2 separate regions of the Rattus norvegicus genome follow, and region 2 is linked to region 1. Evidence: chromatin contacts called from public Hi-C data. All regions are on one chromosome and are shown on one strand. Each heading gives the region's core, a stretch centred on a gene start, on an enhancer-like site or on the middle of the called end of the contact. The rest is flanking DNA. Distances are from core to core; before and after follow the strand shown.

Region 1 (6,620 bases), core at 792-3,291:
TTGCTTACCCCACCCCTCTCCTGAACGCTTCAGCCCAGGAACAGATCTTTGATATGCTAAGTAGGAACCTCGATTAGTTATTTGTCCAAGATTGAGATCTAACCTCATCTCTCTTGTCAAGCTACTACAGGAAGTCTTTTTAAAAAATTCTTTAATTTATTACTGAGATATCCAAGTAGGGATTCTTTTATATGAAGAAGAGGGAAAAATGTTTCAAATACTAATTTTTTTTAATACATGAAGGCCATAATGATTAATCTCAAAGGTAAGCAAGTTTACCGAGGAGGAAGTGACTTCAGGGTCCGGACTCTGGTAATTTAAGTGACAGACACCCCACAGATGCAGCCATTGGTCTGCAGTTGGCAGCACTGTTTAGGAAGGTTTACAAGGTGTGGCCTTGCTGGAGAAACTATGTCCCTGAGGGCAGGCTTTGAGAGATTATAGTCCCACTCCAAGTCCTCTCCCCACTCCTGGTTTGCTCTCGGCTTCCTGTTTTCTGCTCTGGGTATCTTGCATTAGTCAAAATTGTGGTTGACTACATAGGGAGTTTGAGGTCAACCTAGGCAGGAGATGCTGTGTCAAAAAAGCACAAACAAACACACACAAACAAGCAAAACAAAACCAATGTTTATCAGAAAGTCCCTGAAGCTTTGGAAATCTAAGTTGCCATGGCAACCTCCTGGGTGCTAGAAATGCCAGAAAAGTGGGATAAGTGCCCCGAAAACCCACAAGCATTGAACAGACCTGGGCTCAAGAGAGAGGCCCTGCTTGAGCTTTCACATCGGGGACAAGACCTTTGAGCATGGTCCTGTTGCAAGTTTAAGGCCAGTCTTAGAGAAGACTGTATCTTTAGTATAAAACCCCCAAATTTTACATAGGAGAAGTGAGAAATTCTACTCTAAATGAGGCAAAAGGTGGCTTTGGGAGAGGCAAGGGCAGCTTTTACTTCAGAGTATGTGACCTGGACCCTCCTGACAAGTAAGCCCTCTGGCTTCATGAGTCTTTCATATCTCAGTGGATCTGTAAAAAGCAGACACTAGAAACCGTCTTTTTCCTAGGAACTTTTAGGATTTATGAGCTTTTGGTAGAGAGGCTCCCCTCCTCCTACCTCTTTCCATTTTGGTTTTGTCAATATTGGAAACTGCTGGGACCGTTCCTTTTTACTGGGAGTCAGATAGGCCACTCCTGGTAGAGTCCTTTTCTCTTCCTTTCGATCGCTCTTTCTCCTTTCGTGCAGTTGGATCGCTTTGGTTTTTTGTGATTTCTTATCTGGGAGATAGCTTGACGTGCACACAGCCATCTTCTCTGGACCTTTTCCCAGTGGCCCTCAATCCCTTCACTTTCCTCATTTCTCCTTTTCTCGTGGTAATGCAGTATGGCATCCACAATATTCAAGGCGTAACTCATTTATGTCCATGGACACGTGATGACCTCGGGCTGCCTTCCCTCAGTTCTCAACTCTCAGGTCCCAGCTTCTCTGTAGCCCACCCAGCACAGGAAACGTCCCCTTCCGAATGACAGGGTTTGTATCGCCTCAAGCTGGGAACATTTTAGTGTTTTTACCACAACTCCGCCCTGAGTATGTTTGCAGAATTATTCACCACTACATGGCAATCATCTGTTGAATTGCTCATTTATAAGCAGAAGGAAAACACAGTAAAGTAAAAAGAATGCCAACCACAAATTTTTCTAGAATGAACAGCTGGAAATATCAGTTAAACAAACAAAACAAAACAAAACTCAAACAAAACAAAACAACCCTCAGACACTTGAATGGTTTAGTTTCTAAAATACTTAGTTTTCCGTGTGCCTGTGTGTGCACACGTGAATGTCAGAGGACAACTTGTGAGAGCCGCTTCTCTTAACTGGCTTTACTCTCATGGTGGTCTGTGATTTCTCTCACAAATTATGTCGCTTCCAACAGCCTGTGGTAGAGTAAGAATCCTGATTCTGAAAGGAGGAAATGGGAGGTTAGCAATGGAAAACTAGGCCAAAACAGTCTGAACCCAATAGGAGAAACAGTGCCCCCTGCAGCTCGAGGTTTTCAGCGAATGTTTACATAAGCTTTTGAAGGGTAAGCAGTCATACCTCGATGGGCCTGCCATCTGCTTCTCCAGTCCGTTGAATGCCTACTGGTTTTTGTTTTGTTTTTTGAGCAGCTAGCTCACATTCCTAGCATTTCTAGCACCCAGAGGTTGCCACTGCAACTTAGATTTTGCCTTCAAAGTGTCATGCATGGCCTACTCAGGGGCTTTCTGCTCTACACTGCAGGGCCTCAAGATATTTCTCTGGAAAATTTGTGGTGCCTATTTCCATGACCTCACAACACTTGGGTTCTGGTAGTCTGCAAAACCAGAACCTTGTAGACAACAGCAGCTTAACCTTCCTTGAACCACAGTGGTTGTGGACCCTGACTGAGTATTTGTTTTACTGGACCTAGGGAAACACTCCCCTAAGTAACCACGTTACCATGAGTAGACAGCCTGGGGCTCTCTTTGTAAAGTCTGACCCTATTTCAGTTTCTGGAACTGTTTAAAAAAATTATTAACCATTTTAGTCGTTTACATTTCAAATTATATCCCCCTTCCCGGTTACCCCTCCACACACTCCCCATCCCATCCCCACTCCCCTTTGCCTCTATGAGGGTGCTCCACCCACTCCTCCACTCCCCCCTCACTGCTCTAGCCTTCCCTTATGCTGGGGCATCAAGCCTCCACAGGACCAAGGGCCTCTCCCTCCCATTGATGTCAGACAAGGCAGTCCTCCACTACATATGTTGGGGGTTTAGTCCCTGGGAACTCTGGGTGGTCCAGGTAGTTGATATTGTCCTGCTCTTGGTCCCTTTCTTGTTGTCCCAATGCAAAGTGTGAGGCTTCTCTTTACTGGTGCTAATCCCTGTAATAATTACAACCACATGTCTGCACCTGGCTTTGTTTGAAACTCTAACCTCGCACATACTCCCTTCCTAGCCAGATTGAACATTTCTGAAACTCACACACTCTGTGTGTGAAACTCCCAATTCTCACTGTAAGACTGATTAAAAACCGCCACACTGCAATGCTGTGTTGTCTTGAAATGTCCTCTGCCAAATTATTTAGTCCATTACTTTACTTCGTTTTTGTTTTTGAGACAGGATTTCTCTGTATAACAGACCTTGATGCCTTGGGACTTGCTATGTAGACCAGGCTGACCTTGAACTCTGAGAGATCCACCTGCCTCTGCTCAAGGCATCACCACTACTGCCCAGCCAGTCCTTCCTTTGAACTCAGTCTCACTCAGATTTTCAGGACACAAACAGAATGTAGCCATATTCTTTTCCAGTAACACTGATGGCCTCTGGTTCAGTTCCCAGTAGTCCTTGTTCAAATGTGAGACCCCGTGAACACGGTCCCTATTACATGCATTTCTTCAGCCCTCTGGGATTCTAGGGCTTTCCTTCTCCCTCTCCCTCTCCCTGCTATCATACCCAGTGTGTGGTGCTGGGGAGGAAGCCCTGGACTTCACGTTAGATCAGGTAGCATCTGACCAACTAAACCACACCCTCCCCCAGGCTAGGGCCTTTTTCTAATTCACATTTATAAACTCATGTACGTTCCTCTAAAGGCAGGTGCAAAGGCTTAAGAACAACGTGATCTGGTCTATCTTAGCAATGACAGTGGGTCTTTCAAAGTAATTTTTGGTACTAGTAAATTTTCATGTCCCTGTGACCAAAATACCAGGTAGAGAAGTGTGAGATCTGGCTCCAAGCAGTCTGGTCATCTTTTGTTTGGAATTCTAGATAATTTTATGCATAAAAACCAGGAGCCTTTCTAAAGAAGTGGGAAAATCTTACTGATTTCTATTCAGAATTATAATGGCCACAGTGAATTACTTTAATCAGAGACATGGTTATCCATCTGTGGACTCCATTGGGAGAAGAGGATTCTGAATGACTCAGAATCACTGAAACATAGTTCTGATTGATAGGCAGAAGCTGCAAAAAAAAAAAAAAAAAAAAAAAAAAAAAAAGCAAACGAATAGAAAGTTACCTCAACAGATTCCTTGTGGATTAGTCACTTGTCTGTGGCTGTGATAAAATGTCACTACTAAAAGCAACTTAGGGAGGAAAGGGTCTACTTGGGCTCATGGTTCCAGAGGGACATCGAGCCCACCGTGGCAGGGAAGGCATGGCATGGCAACAGGACCAGAAAGCTCCCTATTACATGTTACGTGTGGTGCACATGCAGGAAGCAGAGGGAGAACAGGAAGCAGGTCAGAGTATGAGCCCTCAAAGCCCAGCTCCTGTGCATCCTCCACCAGCACCAGCTGGGTCTCTTCCATCGTCTCCCACACTGGGACCAAATGCTCAAATCCACGAGTCTGTGGGGAATATTTCTTACTCTGACCACCATACCTTACAAAGGACAAACGGAAACAGATTGCTCACTGGCTTACCTCTGACTGACTGTACTCTGTCTCCACGTTCTTCTGCTCAACTCCTCTGGCCTAGTGGCCTTCTGATGTCAGTTGCCTTCCTTCCCCAAAGAGCAAATGAAAGCTAGACACATGTCTTTGGAGTGAGGCCTTCAGATCAATGAGACCTATGCAAACAGCCAGCAATAAAAATGAAGTCCCCACAATTTAATAATCAGGTCATGACCTTTTAGATCGTGAGCCCCAGGGCTTATACCTTACACAGACGTCTGGAGCCTAACTCCTAATGACCCATGGCATCTTACCAGTCTCAAGAAAAATAACTTGTTCTTTGACAATTTCATACAAGCATATAGTAGACTCTAGCCACACCCACCCCTCCTTCACCACCTTCTATCCCCCTGCTCCCATCAAAAGCCACCAACCTTTAAGCAGAGATATTAAAGTAAATGCTTCTCTTTAACCAACCAAATGCTTCCTTCCATCTCCTCCTTCCTCCGTTTTCCCTCTTCTCTCCATCCTACCTTCTTCCCTTCCCTTCCCTCCCTTTTCCCTCCTTCCCTTTCCTCCCTTCTCCCTCCCTCCCTCCCTCCCTCCCTCCCTCCCTCCCTCCCTCCCTCCTCCGCCTCCTCTTTGCAGGTCTTGCAGCTGGGTGTGTGTTTTGAGTGTCTTTATGTAGCTCTAGGTGGTTTGGAACCCTTGGTGCAGCCTGTGAGAAGACAAGTGATAACAAGATAGCCATATACTGGAAGTGATAATATACTGGAACAGAATGCTATTTGAAGATATGCCTCAAACTGTAAAAATATTCCAGTTTCTGGTTTAGGAAACAGGATTTATTATTTATCTGTTTAATACTAGTGGAACTGGGGATTAGATTCCCAAGTTAGACAAGTACTCTACCACTGGGTTAAGCCTTGGGCACAGTGTAACAGGTTATTAAAATATTTTATTTGAAGCTGGGTACACCTTTAATCCCAGCACTTGGGAGAGGGAGGCAGGCAGACGTCTGAGTTGAGGTTAGTCTGGTTTACAGTGGGAGTTTCAGTCTAGCCAGAGCTAAACAGAGAACCCCCGTCTTGAAAAACAAAACCAACCGAACAAAGGATTTTCTTTGTATCCATGTGTGTGTTTGTGAATGTCTGTGTGCACATGTGTGTGTCTGTGAATGTCTGTATGCACATGTGTGTGTCTGTGAATGTCTGTATGCATGCACGCCATGCGTACGTGGGCGCCCTCAGAGTCCAGGAAGAGGGTGTTGATCCCCTGGAGATGGATGATTTGCAGGAACCGTGGGCTACGCAGAGTAGGTGCTGGAACCAGGTCTGCTGGAAGGGCAACAACAGGTTTTAATGGCCGCCCGAGGCTTCTGTGTACTCAGAAGATTTTAAGTTATTTACTTTTGAAACAGGGTCTCATATAGCCTAGGCTGGCCTAGAACTTGATGTAGAGATGAGTTTGGCTTTGAATTTCTAACCCTCCTATTCCTATTTGACTCTTACGCTGCATGCATCTATATTTTTGATGAAAGATAAAACCAGACAAACTTCTACGGATTGGCTTGAGGAAGTAATCAGTATGCAACATGAAGTGAGTGAGCTGTGGATGAGAGACACTTTCAGTGTAGCCTTTTTGTACTTGGAAGGGTAGAGAGATAAAAGGAAAGGCTGGGCTTTAGCTTCCTTCATATTTGCTTTGATTTTCTAAATCTTTTATTTTGGAATTAACATGCATCAATTTGCAGCATTAGAACAGAGAGGATTAACAACTTTTCAGGTCCATCACTGAGACCGAGAGGACTTACCAAGTTCACCTATACCAGTTTCCTGAATCAACCTCCCTAGAGACCTACACTTGTGGGGGTTGGGGATTTAGCTCAGTGGTAGAGTGCTTGCCTAGCAAGCGCAAGGCCCTGGGTTCAGTCCACAGCTCTGAAAAAAAGAAAAAAGAAAAAAGAAAAAAGAAAAAAAAAAAAAAAAAAAAAAAAAAAAAGAGACCTACCTTTGTAATCTCGGCTCCCACAAGGCTGTGGTAGGAGAACGCTAAGTCTGAGTTATAGTGAGTCCCTGACAGCCTATGCTTGTGAGACCATTTCAAAAGTAGCTAGGCACAGGGTCAGACTTCTATAATCCCAGCATCGGGAGTGGAGGCAGGGGACCAGGAGTGCAGTGATATTTTTATTAATAAGCCAAGTTGCAAGGCTAGCC
Region 2 (6,737 bases), core at 1,377-3,876, 61 kb before region 1:
GCTATGAATACTCTCCAATCTCCCACAGTGATAAAGCTGACACCAATCCTGTTTCCTATAAGTGATGCTTCACAGCTTGGTTCTCACCTGCATGGATGCCAGCAGGGCACTGACCCAGTCAGAGGCACACAGCAGCGACACTCAAGAATATGTTCCCATGGCAGTCTGGCAGGTAACTCAGAACCAGGACTGCTTAGTCCTGTCTGAACACACCTGTCTTTCACTATCTTTCCCCAAACTAGCGAGTTTAATAAATATTCTTTCAGGCGTTGCAGTGTGGTTAGTATAGCCGACGCAAGGGAAGCTGGTGCGCTCATCCTCAATCACAACAAGAGCTGGGTACCAAAATTCTTTATTTGAAGAAATGGTACAAATTAAAGAACTTTTAAGCAGATGTTTTGGTGCAACTTATAGAAAAGATAAAGGCAGCCTGACATGCATGCACTGCCTCAGTGACCAGTAAAGTCACATGGCCTTGGGGACGTCAGCTTAGCTCTCATCACCGTGTCCCAGGGTGTGCTTGTCAAAGAGATATTCTGCCATGCCAGATTCAGGGGCTCCCATCTTGCGTAAGTTGGTCACGTGGTCACCCAGTTCTTTAATGGATTTCACCTGCTCATTCAGGTAATGCGTCTCAATGAAGTCACATAACTAGGAAAGAGAACATGGGACAGGGTTACTGGTCAGCTCTCCCAAGCCCTGTGGCAAATCATCTCCACTCACCCCGGTGTTTCTGATACTCACGTGGGGATCATTCTTGTCAGTAGCCAGTTTGTGAAGTTCCAGTAGTGACTGATTCACACTCTTTTCCAAGTGCAGTGCACACTCCATTGCATTCAGCCCGCTCTCCCAGTCATCACGGTCAGGTTTCTGAATCAAAGAAACATGTCAATTCATCTGCAGTGTCTACCAATCAACCCAAGTCAGTCAACACCTCACACTTAACAACCAGGCTCTGGCAAAAGGACTGCCCTAAGTTCCCTCTAACAACCACTTCCGTCGCCACAAGATGCTCAATAACTGCCATCTGCCAACATACAAGGGCAGAAGCCCCAGTGCACCATTGTTTTCTGAAGAAAGGCTAACTGCTCATTTAAGGCATCCCTAGATCTACTTACCTTTATATCCTGCAGGAAGATTCGTCCACCTCGCTGGTTCTGCAGCTTCATCAGTTTCTCAGCATGTTCCCTCTCTTCATGAGATTGATGGAGAAAGTATTTGGCAAAGTTCTTCAGGGCCACATCATCCCGGTCAAAATAACAAGACTGAAAGTGGAAAGGGTATTTGTTATTGATCCCCACAGCAAGGCAGATGCAATGGTGGTAAAGGCTGTTTGTCACCCTACTTGGCCTTTAAAGTAAGGATGGGAAAACAAACTTGGGACTTGGCTTTATCAAGGGTTCTATGGCTCCACATTAGTGCAGAGAAAAAACTTTAAGCCAAGGCCATATCTATTTGTCTGAGAGGGAGGGTGCTAAAGTGCCCTACATTGGGAGGTCAATTCTCTCCTTCAACAATCATGTTAAATAAAAAAAATGGTTAACACAAGGTCTCAAGGTTTTCAGCTAGACAGCCAACTGCTGATTACCTGGTTAAGAACTGAGGGCATTGTATTTTAGCACAAATACATTGGGAGAAGCTTTGATTTTCAGTTTTAGGCACTCAGTGTATTTGTATTCCACGATAATGGTTTTTTCCCAACCGTGGGCTTTTTCCAACAAGTATGTTACCTACTACTTCTGTTAGTAAGCAACAACTGGTGCAAAATAAAAATTAAAAACGTACAGTACTCTAGATGCCTTGGCAAGGTCAGGGTGATTACAGAAGGGGAGATTCCTAGCGATAAGTTTCAATGCAAGTGAGGCTCTGTGATAAGCAGAGATGTAGAGGCCGCTGCTTCAGAAGTGGTTAGAGTAAGTTCACAAGAGATAAGCCTCTTTGTACCAAGCCCCAGGGCTGCCATTCCACACCATGACCAAGCAGACCCGCCATAGTCAGAGGAACTGGAGCTGGATGTACACCCAAACAGAGAAGCCTGCAGGCCATGTGACCGGAGGGGACGAGAGTGCAGGAAAATGCACCTAACTGCAGGGTTGATTGGAGAGGCTGACAGTTGTACAGCCCTAAGGCTTCAAAACACGGGTGTTATGACGTGCCTGGTCTATGCAGGAGCCACAAAGCGCTAGGTGCTCAGACTTGCCACGGCAGGGCTGCCTGCCTTTGGAAAGAACCCCGGACAAACTCCATTTTCCAGAAGGGCGCTGGAAGGCGGGGAAGCCCGCAGCAGGCCACGCCCCAACCCACCCTCCGCCAGCTCACCAAGTGGCCCAAGGGAGGCCAGGCCGCACCCTCTTTCCGCCCCGCCAAAGGCCAGGCCGCACTCACCATGGACAGATAGACGTAGGAGGCATACAACTCCAGGTTGATCTGGCGGTTGATGGCAGCCTCCGAGTCCTGGTGGTAGTTCTGGCGCACTTGCGAGGGAGACGCGGTGGTCATGATGGCGGCTGGGCGAGGCGCGGAGGCGACGCTGGAGCGGCGGAGCGACGAAGTTGCAAAGGGCTCAGGCTCAAAGCGGCCGGCGGGGGTCGGAGGGGTCGAGCACCGGGTTCCGTTCAAGCACTGTTGAAGCAGGAAACCGCGGCGACTCTGGGCGAGAACGTCTGGCGTAGGGACCAGCGGGCCGCACTTTATAGCGGGATCCTGCGTCAGGCGCGCTCCGGCCAATCAGCGCGGTGGGCCGCCCAGCCCCGCCTCTTCCTGTAGGCGTGTTGCCCAAGCCAGCAGTGCGTGGGCGGGGAGGAGCCTGTGTGATTGTGAGGCGACTCTTGGGGCTCTGAGCTGCTGCAAGAGCGGTGCCTGGCAACAAGCGGGACGTTTCTGTGGCCCGGGGCGGACGTAGTTGGAACCAGCCGTACTACAGAGGCATTCTGGGTCCCAGAGAGTATCGATAAGGTTGATTTTTAAGTCCCACCGGACATCCCTAAACTCTAGGCTAGGTGCGTGTTGTTAATCGTGACATACACCAGGCAGTGACTTCATCTTACAGATAGGAAAATGGAAGCATAGTGCTGTAAATGGCGAACGGCATATAAATTGGACTGGGAAGGAGCGGCTTTCTCTCCTTTTGAACCCCTGGAGAGAAGCTCAAAGGAGGAGTAGGGAGGCTATCGGGTTTGCCTCATTCTTCTGACTCAAGCAAGCCCGGCCTTTTGCTGAAAGCAAACATGGCTCTGTGCACAGTGGGGGAAAAAAAAAACAAACGAAGGCTAAGAAGGCACATTTTTCCTTAGAGCAGGACAGCCATCTTAGGGGAGTCCTGGGGTCAAACTATCTAGGTTTCTGAGAAAGACCATGGTGATGCTTAAAATTAAGATAGGTCTCTGGATTTGAAAAATAAAGTGACCTACATGTATCTGTTTCAAAATGATCTCCTTCATCTTTCTCAGTAACCTTGGGTTTGTCCTTGAAGAAAAGCTGATGTCACAGAATGGGAGGTGACAGGTGCAGAACAGCGGAGGGACAAGTCAACTGTGTTGTGTGTCTTGTAGCTGTGGCCTAGCTTCGAAATGGATGTCTTGGGTAGCAAGCAGAACTAGAGATTAGCTACTGTGTCTTGCTAGGCCCTGCCATCCACATCTGCTACTTCTCAGTCTGGTCCAGGCTTTTAACACAGGTGGAGACCCAGCAGAAACTTTCCATATTCTCAAAACTGGAAGTTGGACTAAGATCTTGTTATTGCTTTGAAACAAAATTGACAAGGTTACTGGATCAGTAGCCCAAACTGTCCAGGGACTTTCTGTGTAGCCCAGGTTGATTCATGAATCTCTTGCCACAGTTTCCAGAGAGCTGGAATTACAACCCCCTCTCTCCCCTTTTAAGGTAAGTCTACTGAAATACATTACTAGTGGTATTTCTTCTTTTAAAAATAAACATGTATGTGCATTTTCAGGAAAGATTTCAGTGGCACTCTAGCTGCAGGATGCTTCTAGATAAATATTCTCGAGTCAGACTTCAGGACGACAGCCCTAAGAGACTGATTCTGAACTAAAGTTAATGAACAAATACCCTTTGTAAAGTGGAGGAGGGAGGTGGGGAAAGGAATTCTAAGTAGAGGGAATAACAAATGGAAAAGTGTGGAAATGCTTGCCGTGTTCAAGGAACCTTAAGGAAAGTGTGTTTGTTGGCCTGAAAAACAAAATGCGCTGGGGGAGCACTGGAAAGAGCATGGTCAGATTGATGTGCCATAAAAAGTCATTAAACTTTACCCTGTAGGCAATATGGAGATACCATATCCATTTGTTTTTAGGAACATTACTGTGAATCAATAGAAAAACTGCTAGGGGTCCAGCCAAGTCATCGTGACAAAGAGGTGCTATCTTTTTGATGGATCATCTGTATAACAACGTCAGCTCTAAAACTGTAATTCAACAGAGTCTGAAATGTGAAAATATAGTGTTGCTTTGGTAGGACATGATTCTGAAGTCCATATGGAGTCAGTGGACTAGCTTGTAAACACTGAAGAAAACAAAGGTTGTGAGGAAAGGTTGGCTTGAGGTATCTATCATATCACATGTAGGATGTATATATACACAGATACATATATATTACAATAAAGTATGGTTTGAGTACTGACAGGAAGACGAGATCAAAATCAAAATATTCCCACCCACGTATGTGTGGGAACTCGATCGATATAAGTTAAAGGCGGCATGCATTTCAAATTAAGGAAGGAAGAATGGGTTTAACCAATGATATCGACACAGTTGTCATGTGGATAAAATGAATCACTCTGTATTTAGAAATACCTCCCAGGTGAATTAAAAAAAAAAACCAACTCTTAATGTTGAAAGCTATAAAGTTTTAAGAAGACTATAAAGATTCTCCAAATTTAGAGTAGTGAGTGTTCTTTTGAGTCTCTCAAGAGTTGGCAGGTTTGACCACTTAAAAACGAAAAGGGTTTACATGAAAGATATTTTAAACAAGGCTAACATAGAAACGGTGTGTTGGGCTGCTGGTATTTGTTACTCATAGAAAGGAAGAAGATCAAGAGCCAAAATGTCTGTGTACAAGTGTATATTTTTTTTCAGTCTTGAGGATGATGGAACCTCAGACCTGGGGACATTCTAAGCAGGCTCTCTTCCACGGAGGTGTTCCTGCTATTCTTCAGTTCTTTCTTTTCATTTAAAGATGGGGTCTCACTGTGTTGTCTATGCTAATCTTGAAACCATATGCTTAAATGTTCTAGTGCTCAGACTCCCTTGTGGCACTGCACCAGGCTGTGTGGCACCTGCATTAATCCCAGCTTTTTATAGGGACTGTTTGGTTGGCTCCAGGTAGGAAGACATTTCTAGCACACGCAGACCATTGCAAGGCGCTTGGTATCTGTTGCTTGAATAAAATGAATACATTTTATGTGGAGTCTGGATTCGAGTGAAGCAAGAGAGCTGGGTACCAGTTGGGAGACAGCTGCCATGATTTTTAATGAGCGTGGGGGACAGAAAGCTGAAGAGAGATACGGAGAGGACAGGGCAGCCAGGATGAGATGGATGGTTAAATGCTGAGTAGATTAGGGGGTGGGGAGTGGGTGCAATCCCCAACCCCCAAGCCATCCCCAGTTTTCAGGCCTGGGCAGCTGGATTACTGCTGCCCTGCATGGTACCAGAGAATGCACAGGAAACACAAGTTTGAGGGAAAGCTGTTGGGAAAGGTCAGCGTGGGTTTGGACTGTACGTGCGGGTCACCAAGACTGCCCAGTGCAACAGAAACTATAAAGTTAGATTCACTGACAGGGAGTTGAGCTGCCACATCAGGTAGGTTTTGTGGATCAGTATTGGTTCTGCGTGTTCGTTAAACGCATCCCTAGCTGCAGTAAACAGCAAAGCAGAACGGGACAGCATGTCCTGTGGAAGGTCACTGAGGGAGGAGGGCTAGAAAAGAAATGGTGTAGGTGAGTACCCTTGCTGGGGTTGAAAGACCCCCCCCCTTAAAGGAGAATCATACAAGCTTAAGATCTACAAATATAAAATTAAAAGAGTAAGCCCCAAAAGCCACAGACTCAGGGCTAAGCCCTGCCGCCAGGAATAGCAGGCCCTAAAGGTCAAAAAAGGAATGCAGGAACCAACCCAGGCTATCCGGACTGATTCATGGGCCATCCGACAAGAAGACATCCCCCCCAGTTTACTCAGGATCATACTTTAACCAGATGTCCTCCAGACCCTGATAAGCCCCTGACTTCTAACACTTACTCTTCTGCTTTGTTCTCACTGCTCTGTTTGAATGAGCCAATTGTGTGTAACCGCGCCAAAACCCCCTAGCTTTCTCTATATAACCCTCTGACTTTTGAGTTTCAGGGTCGACACCTCTGTCTCCTGTGCGGGATACGTGTCGGCCCGGAGATCTCTGTAATAGATCTCCGTAATAAACCTCGCCTTTGCTTATTACATCCAAAATGGTCTCTCTGTGTCTGGGGTCCGAGATTTCCCAAGACTTGAGTAAGGGTCTCTCTGCGTGGGATCTTTCAGGGTCTGGTTCCCACCTTTTGGGAGCAGTGGGTGCCAAGCCTCCAGATTCTTCTGAAGATGTGGCCAGGTCTTTGGATCTTTATTGACCATACTTCTGCCTCTCCAACCCCCATTTTGCCTCTACTCCTTGTGACTTTGAGGAGGAGTTTGGCTGGCCGCCCAGAACAAGTTGAACAGCCTCCCAGGACCAGGAGCCACAAAGCAAATACAGGC

The links. Hi-C and Micro-C count contacts between places; a contact is called where the count stands out from the background.
Region 2: a Hi-C map of the A7r5 cell line shows a contact between it and region 1, with 5 times the contacts expected there. The contact joins the promoter of Fth1 here to the enhancer-like site in region 1. A contact is called at or near these places in 12 of 12 Hi-C or Micro-C datasets (the A7r5 cell line, the Rat2 cell line, Schwann cells and 7 more) and 1 of 1 datasets of contacts at active chromatin or transcription factors (oligodendrocytes).

The regions. Positions count from the first base shown.
Region 1 is chr1:215,986,157-215,992,776 of GRCr8, reverse strand. It overlaps a transcript of Incenp not described here. Among named protein-coding and RNA genes, the nearest start is that of Incenp, 15 kb to the right of the region's middle. Within about 2 kb of position 2,041, at least 25 of the 93 cell types and tissues checked have an H3K27ac peak or open chromatin away from gene starts, as enhancers often do. A contact at or near this core is called in the A7r5 cell line, where this site is marked.
Region 2 is chr1:216,047,926-216,054,662 of GRCr8, reverse strand. Fth1 (ferritin heavy chain 1) reads right to left here and starts at 2,626. Exons shown (of 4, transcript NM_012848.2): 1 at 2,386-2,626; 2 at 1,119-1,265; 3 at 745-870; 4 at 338-651. The coding sequence starts at 2,499. The coding sequence ends at 490. It overlaps Best1 (bestrophin 1), which reads left to right. Exons shown (of 12, transcript NM_001011940.1): 12 at 29-268. The coding sequence ends at 65.